2 separate regions of the Mus musculus genome follow, and region 1 is linked to region 2. A link is a contact called in public HiChIP or PLAC-seq data. All regions are on one chromosome and are shown on one strand. Each heading gives the region's core, a stretch centred on a gene start, on an enhancer-like site or on the middle of the called end of the contact. The rest is flanking DNA. Distances are from core to core; before and after follow the strand shown. Region 1 overlaps Col5a1 (collagen, type V, alpha 1). Region 2 has its middle 9.3 kb from the start of Gm52506.

Region 1 (3,792 bases), core at 476-2,975, 360 kb after region 2:
AAGCCTGAGAATGAACATATGGGCATGTATATGATAGCTTCAGGCGTAGCTGGATCCAGGTGCCCATTTAGCACTGCGAGAGTTGGCCTATGCATGCACTAGATTCCCTTGAGATAGTTGCCCTCTGACTTCATCTTCTGTGTATGTAGCCCACAGAACAGCTTTTTCCTAGACGAAGCCACAGGATGGTGCGACACTGGTCCAGCTTGGCCATGTGTCAGGGGCTTCACATCCTGTGGGTAGCACTTTGAAATTTATTCTCTGCTGGACATCCAAGAGCCTCCTATTTGATGTAACTCAAACTGAACATACATAAACAGGAAAACAAGCAGTCTGGGGCGGGCATGTGTGGACTCAAAGGCCTCTAGATGTAAGGAAAGGGGGCTTTGTCAGGGGGGCATGTTTTGTGTTTGGGGATGTTCTAGCTTCATTTCTGTCTCTGGACAAAAATACCCCAACGAAAAGAAACTTAGAGACGAAAGCAGTTTGTTTCAGCTTAGAATTCCAGGTTACAGCTCATTGTTGTGGGGAAGTCAAGGCAGGGACTTCAAACATCTGGTTACATCACATCCAGAGTCAAGAGCAGAGGGAAATGAATGGAACACACACTCACCTGCTTGCTTGTGTTCAGCTTGATCGCCTCACTGTTATTCTTCACAACCCCATGCCTAGGGAATGGTGCCACCTGTAGTGGGCTGTGTCTTCCCATATTAGCTAGTTAAAGACCTACCCCTCATAGACATGCCCACGGGCCAACTCAGTATAAACAGTTCCTCACTGAATCGCTCTTACAAGGTCAAGTTGGCACAGCTAACCAATGCAGGGGCAACTGTTGAGCTCTTGAGGAAGCGCCTGCACTTCAGGGGTCAGAGGGTCAAGCTTCTGCTGTCCTCTGAGTGGCTCCCAGAGGATGGGGTGTCAGAAGCTTTCCTAAAGGGACGTCCTGCAAGCATTCTCCTGACCTGGGTATTCAGGCCTAAATCTTTTGATACCAGACAGAAATCGGATATTTGCTCTAAGCTGTTGTGGGAACATGGGGGACGAAATGACATCAAAGACAGTGCAGAGACTAGAGGTTGCTTGGCAGTTTCTTAAGCTGTCAATCACTCCAATGTTGGAAACAGCCCCGTAGAGATTGCTGGAGCTATTGAGGCTTCCTGGCTGCGTCTAGGTGACAGACCTATCTCCAGTGTTGCTGAGAAGAAGTGGAGATTGTGTGACTCAGGCAAGTGAGGATGTGGAGTAAGAAGTCCCTGCAGTTTGTAAAACAAGGAAGTTTGGGGGCTTTCAGAGGGTGTAGGTGAGGCCAGGCTCTAACCTGGGCAACTAGTTGGAGATAGAGCCACTTCTAAGACGTGTCCCTCCTGAGCAAGCCCTCAGTCTCTTCTGAACACCAGATGTTTGCTGGTTTCAGTTGTCTAAGATTCACCTTCTCTTTGGGGGTGCCCCTCAGTTGTGTCCATCTTGGGGCTGACATAGCTTCTCTGTCTTTGCAGCTCAGCCAGCAGATCTTCTGGAGATGCTAGATTTTCACAATTTGCCCTCAGGGGTAACGAAAACCACAGGTTTCTGTGCTACTCGAAGATCTTCCAGCGAGCCGGATGTTGCCTACCGAGTCTCTAAAGATGCACAGCTCAGCATGCCCACCAAGCAGCTGTACCCTGGTAAGAGGTGCCTCATTCCTGTTCTGGGTGGCAGAGTGCTGGGGACTTCAGGCTTCTGGCCAGGGCCAAAGAGGAAGCCGGAGTGGGTGGTTGTGCCAGAGCCGTGGGTGTGCTTTGTGTGAGTCTTCCTCATTATAGTGAAACCAACACCCACTCACCACTTGTGTGTGCGCAAGGCCTTGTCTGTGCTAAATGGGATACAAGTAGGCATGTTTACATTAATGACAGACCACCATGAGAAAGGACAGAAAGGAGGTGAGATGAAGTGAGATCTTAGGTCATGGAGAAGAAAGGCTTATACTGGGGAACATAATCCTAACTGGGGCCAGTGACATTAAGAGACACAAGTCCAGAACCCTGGCTGGCAGCGAGCTTGAGAGATTCTTAATGAGCGTCTGCTGCCAGGTGCCAGACATCTACTTTTAATTATGTATCCAGAGGGAGCCACCATGTTGGACAGAGGCGTGCATCTAAGTGATTCACCCACAAGGGGAGTTAGCTCCTCTCTACCACATCTACTGGTACTAAGTGCCCTGGGTTTATTCAGTGTGGGCAGGTGATAGATTCTTCTTCCCCTGCCTCAGGAGGGCCTGCCAGCTTAGCCTGAGGTGCCCTGACTCTGTTGACCTGAGTAAGAGGTAGGTCAGCCAGACACTCCTCTTTTGCGATTAGAAGTCTGCATTCAATCTTTTATGGTCTGGATATGACCGCAGCATTGAACCAGAATTGGGCAGTTTTAGCAACCTGTGCTGTCCCTCATGTCCCCACTGTGTCCCTGGATGATGCTTTTGCCTCCCCCCCCCCCCCCCGGTGTTGGCACTTCTGGTCTTCTGTCAGGGTTTGTCCTCCACTCAGCATTGCTCTGGAGTCATTGTGACTTTACAGCTGAGGAAGAAGCTGGGTGCTTTGGTCCAAGGTATCATTTTGGATGGATGGATCTCGTGCGCAATGCACCTTCCTTGCAGCCACAGGGGAAGCAGCCTGGGGTCTCCAAGGAGCACACCTTTAGTGCAGAATCACCCTGGCTCACAGATGCCCCTCTAATTCTTCTGTAAAGATAAATGTCCCACCACGACCCTTTCTAAACGGGAACCTCACCCTTCCTTGTGAGGGGCTGCAGGGATGGATTCTATGCCTTATTTTTGGAGAAAACATTTTTGCAGAGGGGGGGGGGAGGTCATCTTGAGAACACTCAGTCTCATCTGTTTTCAGAGAGTTGTAATTTTTCTGTCTTGTGGCCCAAGAGTTAGAATTCCCAAATTGGAGCCATGGAGACCTGGGCCCAGGCTGGAAGGGTCTGCTAGTCAGGAACAGAGGGCTGGAGGTGATGATGATGAAGCTGAAATGGGGATGGCTGCAGAAAAGAAAGGCTCCCAGCCCAAGGAGCTATACAGAGCTCACTGATGCTTGTATTCTTACCATTGTCACCCAAGACAAGGGGGCTAGCCGAGCAGGTAGCTAGAATCCCCATCTGTCACTCTCTTCTCCCTGGGTGGCTTATGGTAAGAATTCTCACAGGATCAGGTAGCTGAGCCCAGGAAATGGAGTGGATTCCCAAGTAACATGATAGGGGATATTTTTTTGGTAGTTGACTAGTTTGTTGATATTTTGTTTTTGAGACGGAATCTCATGTAGGTTGAGGCTGGCCTTGAACTTGCCAAGCAGCTACGGAGACCTTGAACTCCCAGTCTTCCTGCTGCCACCTCCCAAGCAGTGGGATTACAGGCACAGTGCCTGTCTTCAGCCTGCCCTCAGCTCGTGTCCTCTGCCTTAGACTTGCCAGTGTGCGGGGTGAACCGTGGGCCTTTACTGTATTTGTTTTTGGCACGGTCTCAGCTGTTCTAGACTAGCCTTAGATTTTGCTTTACAGTTAAGGATGACCCTGAACTTCCAATTATTTTGAATCCACCTTTTTTTTTTTTTTTGCCCTAAGAGTGCAGGCATGCATCAGTATGAAATTTATGTGGTTTTGGCGATCAAGCTCAGAGCTCCATATGGGTTCAGGAAGTACTCTGACAACCGAGTCCCAGCCCCAGTCCTGGGAAGCTTTTGGTTTTGTTTTCAACTGTCCTCAAATTAGTAACTTGATTAGATAATCAGAATTGCTGTAGCTAGGGTGTGGGGGACA
Region 2 (4,055 bases), core at 813-3,312:
AGCCCCTTCCCCCAACATGGACCAAGGGAGCGCGGTGTACCCCCCCCCCCCAAGTCAGGGAGCATCATGGAGCACTGTTAGGTTCTGTGGTCACTCATAGCCTCCCTCCCCCAATGCAGACTGTTTGCCATGGGTGCATGGTCTGTCCCTTCTGTGTGTCACAGTCACCTCTCTCTTGTTCCCTTGTCCTCTTGCTCCTTCCAGAACCCAGACAGGAGTCATTAGAAAGTCAAACCCAGCCTAGGCCTCTGGCTGCAAAGGGGCAGGTCTTTGGGTTTGCTGCTAGTACAGGCTGACCAACTGGCTTCACTGCCTGTGTGCCCCCCCCCCCCGCCCCCATTTACAGCAGAGCCAGTAGACAGTCTGCTCTAGGCCACTGCCCAGGGACTTTCCACGATGAAGGAGCCCAACTGAGGCCCCATGGCTGTTCTGTCCACAGCCCCATCTCCAGCTGCCCCTGCTGCAGGGTTATTTCAGGACTGAGCCCTAAAAACCTCTGGAGGCCATAGATTCACCCAGTGGGTAGTGAGAGGATTATGACACAAGGGATGGATGTCCCCAGGCCTCCCAGATGGAAAACAGGTGACATAAAGATCTATCCTTAGAGCCAAGAATCCCATTACACAGCCTGCCCAAACTTTGATGAGAAGAAACTGTGGGGCCCCCAGGGTGCTGCAGAGCTCCTAGGGTACTCTGACCCAGCTCCTTGGCTTCCAGGCTCTGAGAGTGTTGATTTCTCCCCACCCCTCCCTACTTGGGCTCCAATCAATCAATAGAGGAAATCTTTCGAGAGGCACCTCTCTGAGCCCCTCAGGCTCCTACAAGATTGATTAACACAAACATCAATTTCTCCGGCCACACGCCTCTGAAAACACGGTGCTTTTTCAGATTGAATTGCTACTGTGCGCCCGGTGTAAATAAAGGAGAGGGAATAACATGGAAGATTTGTGACTCAGCGCGTGGCTGCCCTCTCAGCTGGTGCCATTAGATGGGTGGCAGGGAGAGGGGAGGCCAAGGAAGGGAGGCAAACAAGCATATGTAGACTCTCTCTACCCCCCAAGTCCCCACCAAGACTGACAGACGGACAGAGAGGTGGAGGAGAGCCCGGGGCTGTGCAAAGGCAGAACTATAGCACAGCTGACCTGTAGAAGGATCTCTGGAAGATGTGTGCTAATTGGCTCTTTATTTTCTGTGGCTGTCTGGTGGGTGTCAGCAGAGGGGCAGGTGTCAACTACTGGTACTGTGGCAGCTGTGGGGTAGCTTGGCTTCTGGCCCTGAGGCTGCATGAGGCTCCTTTTGCTTTGTCCCCCTCTCTCCTTCTCTAGCGCAGAGCAAGGTGTGATCAAGCAGTCTCAGACCAGGCACCTCATGGGCTCAGGGGCCAGAAGAAATGGAGCAGGAGAGTGTGATGTCAAGGTAGAGGCACAGGGGCTGATCATGGTCATGAGGACCGAGGTCACACCCTCCCCTGCTTGGCTTTGTGGCTCTAAGATGTGTCCCTGAGTCCCTTCCCTGTCTCCTTATCCTGAGGCCCAGATGTCTCTATACCCCTAAACTTCTTACCTGGTCCATGGGGACCCTCTTAAAAATATTTTTCCTTTTACTGTATTAAAACCCTCTGGCAGAAGCAACTTAAGGGAGAAAGGGTTTATTGCAGATCACAGTTCAAGTTCATGGTGTGTGTGAAGGCTGCAGGAGCTGAGTGAAGCTGTCCATGGTGAATCCACAACCAGGAACCAGATATGCCACAGCTTGGTGCCCTTTCTCAGGACCGCAGTCTAGGGAATGGCACCACTTACAATTACTATGAGTCTTCCCATATCAATTAATGTAATCAAGATAATTCCCCCACAAGCATGCTCAGAAGCCCATCTCCCTGGCGATTCTAGATTCCAGACAAGCTGACAGGTAACAGAAGTCCTCACGGGGACGCCCCAACCTAGGATATGTGAACTCTTGACAGCTGAGAAGTCTCGCAAGCAACGAAAAGGAAATAGGGGAGGCTGGTGTCAGTAGTAAAGTTCCAGTTCCTTGAATTCCTCATGGTGGCCACATGAGACAATGAGGAACCACCTTCGACAGGGGGTTCCTGTCAAGTCTGTGAGTACATGGCTGCCCACTGCTGGTGCTTGTGGCCGAATGGCAGGCCGTGTGGCTCTGCTGCTATGTTTTATCTCAGCAGTAAAGGCTCAGGTTTCTCCAGGCTCAGCATTTGTGCAGACCTGATGACACACCTGTCACAACGGGAAACTGAGGTTTACAGTTGAGGTGCTGGCACATTTGGAATGGAGGTGACTCCAAGAGGAGGAAGACCACAATTCTAAACTTTATACTTTGTATCCTATACCCTGAACTGGAGAGAAGCAAGGGGACTCCAAGGGACTAACCTTGGACCTGGGCAGCCAGGCAATGGGAAGTTACCCGCTCAGCTCTAGGCAGAATCCTGTGTCCCTTTTCTGACTCCTTTTGGGCAGCCTGTGTGGAACTGGATCCTAACGGACAGGCTGGTTCTAAATGTGGTGTGGTCTTACCCAGTTCTTGGAATGTCTGGGGTTGGAGCCACTGCTAACCCTGAGGCCACCTGTCCGTCAAACTGGACCTGGGCTGTCCAGGTTAGGGTGCCCCTGAACTGGGGATGGGTAGATGTTTGCAGAAGCTGTCTGGTCTGACCCTTACCTCCCATGCCCCAATCCTTCCATTGCTCCCAGTACCCTCAAAGTCAAGCTACGGGGGCCTCTCTTGGGACCCTTGAGGCTTGCAGCATGCTCCCTTCGTGACCTTACATCTGAGCTTTGGTGATGCCCACAGGGCTTCTCTGGTACCCTTCTCAAGGCAGGCTCCAGTCCTTCAGGATGTGGTCCCGGACAAGGCAAGTGCTTGCTAAGTACTTAGTGCTGGGTGCCAGGCATGCCCGGCAGGCTCTTGGCTCCTGAGCTTGTAGCCCAAAGTCCTGCCTCTCTTCTAGAGGTAGGGCCTTTTCTGAGCCCAGGGGTTTGTGAGCCTGGCATATAGCAGGAGGAGTGCCTCACCCTGGAGTGCCCTTCAGAGCATATGGCTCAGCCCTGGCTCCCTTTCCAGCTTGTGTCCTGTGTTCCAGATGCTACCACATCCCTGGCTCTTCAGCGGGGTTGTGCAGTTCAGCTGTCGCAGAATGGGGGTTGTGGGGAGTGGGGAGCAGCATTGTGAACCCTCACTGACCAGCTATATCCTGAGCCCAGGGGACAGGCATGTTCCCTGCCAGAGAAAAAGAACACCCACAAAGCTGTGGCTGAATGGGAGAGGCCTAGCACAACTGATGAAGTGCCATCTAGTGCCAGGCGTGCTTCCAGGGGAGATAGCCCTGCTGATGGAGAGAGGATAGACTCCAATACAGAGACCCACGGGTTCCTGGGGAGGGGGGTGAGTTTTCTGGTCAGATAGACTGGAAAGATTGTGGAGACTCTCTGGGCGGGGAGCCAGAAGGCCTGAGCCTAGATGTCGTGGAGGCAGGATGCAGGTAGGTGCAGAGACCCTTGGAGGCAAGGGTATTGCCCTGATGGCCAAGGCAGGAATGAGGCTGGTGCTTTTCTTTTCTGGACACTCCTGTAGAGAGTCCCCTTGTCCTTCCCTTCAGCATGTCAGCAGGAGCAAGTGTCTGAGGAAGTGAGCCCTAGAGGCCAGCACAGCCCCTCCCTAGGGAAGGCTCTTTCCGTTGTTTCTCTTCACAGCCTCACTCTCATTACAAAGAGAGGTTTCAGGTGCTTGCCTACCGCTTCCTTGGGATTCTGTTTTTCTTTCGGGTACCAGGTTACCTGGCATTTAAGAGGTGGAGGTCCCAGAGCCCTGTGGATGCCTTTAGAATCCTTTAATCTTCACTGCTGCCCCTGTGAGACATTGCAGGGCTTGGGGCTCAGGTTGATGGGTCAGGGCAGGGCCAGGGCTAGGTGCTGCCACCTGGGGTTTCACGTGGCATGGACTGAGTCAGTTTGTGCAGAGTCTCAGGCACACCCAGGCGCCCAGGCTCGCAGTAGCTGCCGATGGCAGGCACTTGAGTTAAGTGTGGCTAATTCGGTACA

What was found. HiChIP or PLAC-seq counts read pairs in DNA pulled down with a chosen protein or histone mark.
Region 1: a contact with region 2 is called in an H3K27ac HiChIP or PLAC-seq map of microglia, with 5 times the contacts expected there. The contact joins two enhancer-like sites. A contact is called at or near these places in 1 of 15 datasets of contacts at CTCF or cohesin (large pre-B cells), 8 of 484 Hi-C or Micro-C datasets (adipose-derived mesenchymal stem cells, cerebellar granule neurons, cortical neurons and 4 more), 3 of 115 datasets of contacts at active chromatin or transcription factors (embryonic stem cells, fibro-adipogenic progenitors and microglia) and 1 of 9 other capture datasets (embryonic stem cells).

Annotation. Positions count from the first base shown.
Region 1 is chr2:27,920,521-27,924,312 of GRCm38.p6, forward strand. It overlaps Col5a1 (collagen, type V, alpha 1), which reads left to right. Exons shown (of 66, transcript NM_015734.2): 2 at 1,497-1,664. Among named protein-coding and RNA genes, the nearest start is that of Col5a1, 36 kb to the left of the region's middle. Within about 2 kb of position 1,726, at least 12 of the 459 cell types and tissues checked have an H3K27ac peak or open chromatin away from gene starts, as enhancers often do. A contact at or near this core is called in microglia, where this site is marked.
Region 2 is chr2:27,561,914-27,565,968 of GRCm38.p6, forward strand. No RefSeq gene overlaps it. Among named protein-coding and RNA genes, the nearest start is that of Gm52506, 9.3 kb to the right of the region's middle. Within about 2 kb of position 2,063, at least 9 of the 459 cell types and tissues checked have an H3K27ac peak or open chromatin away from gene starts, as enhancers often do. A contact at or near this core is called in microglia, where this site is marked.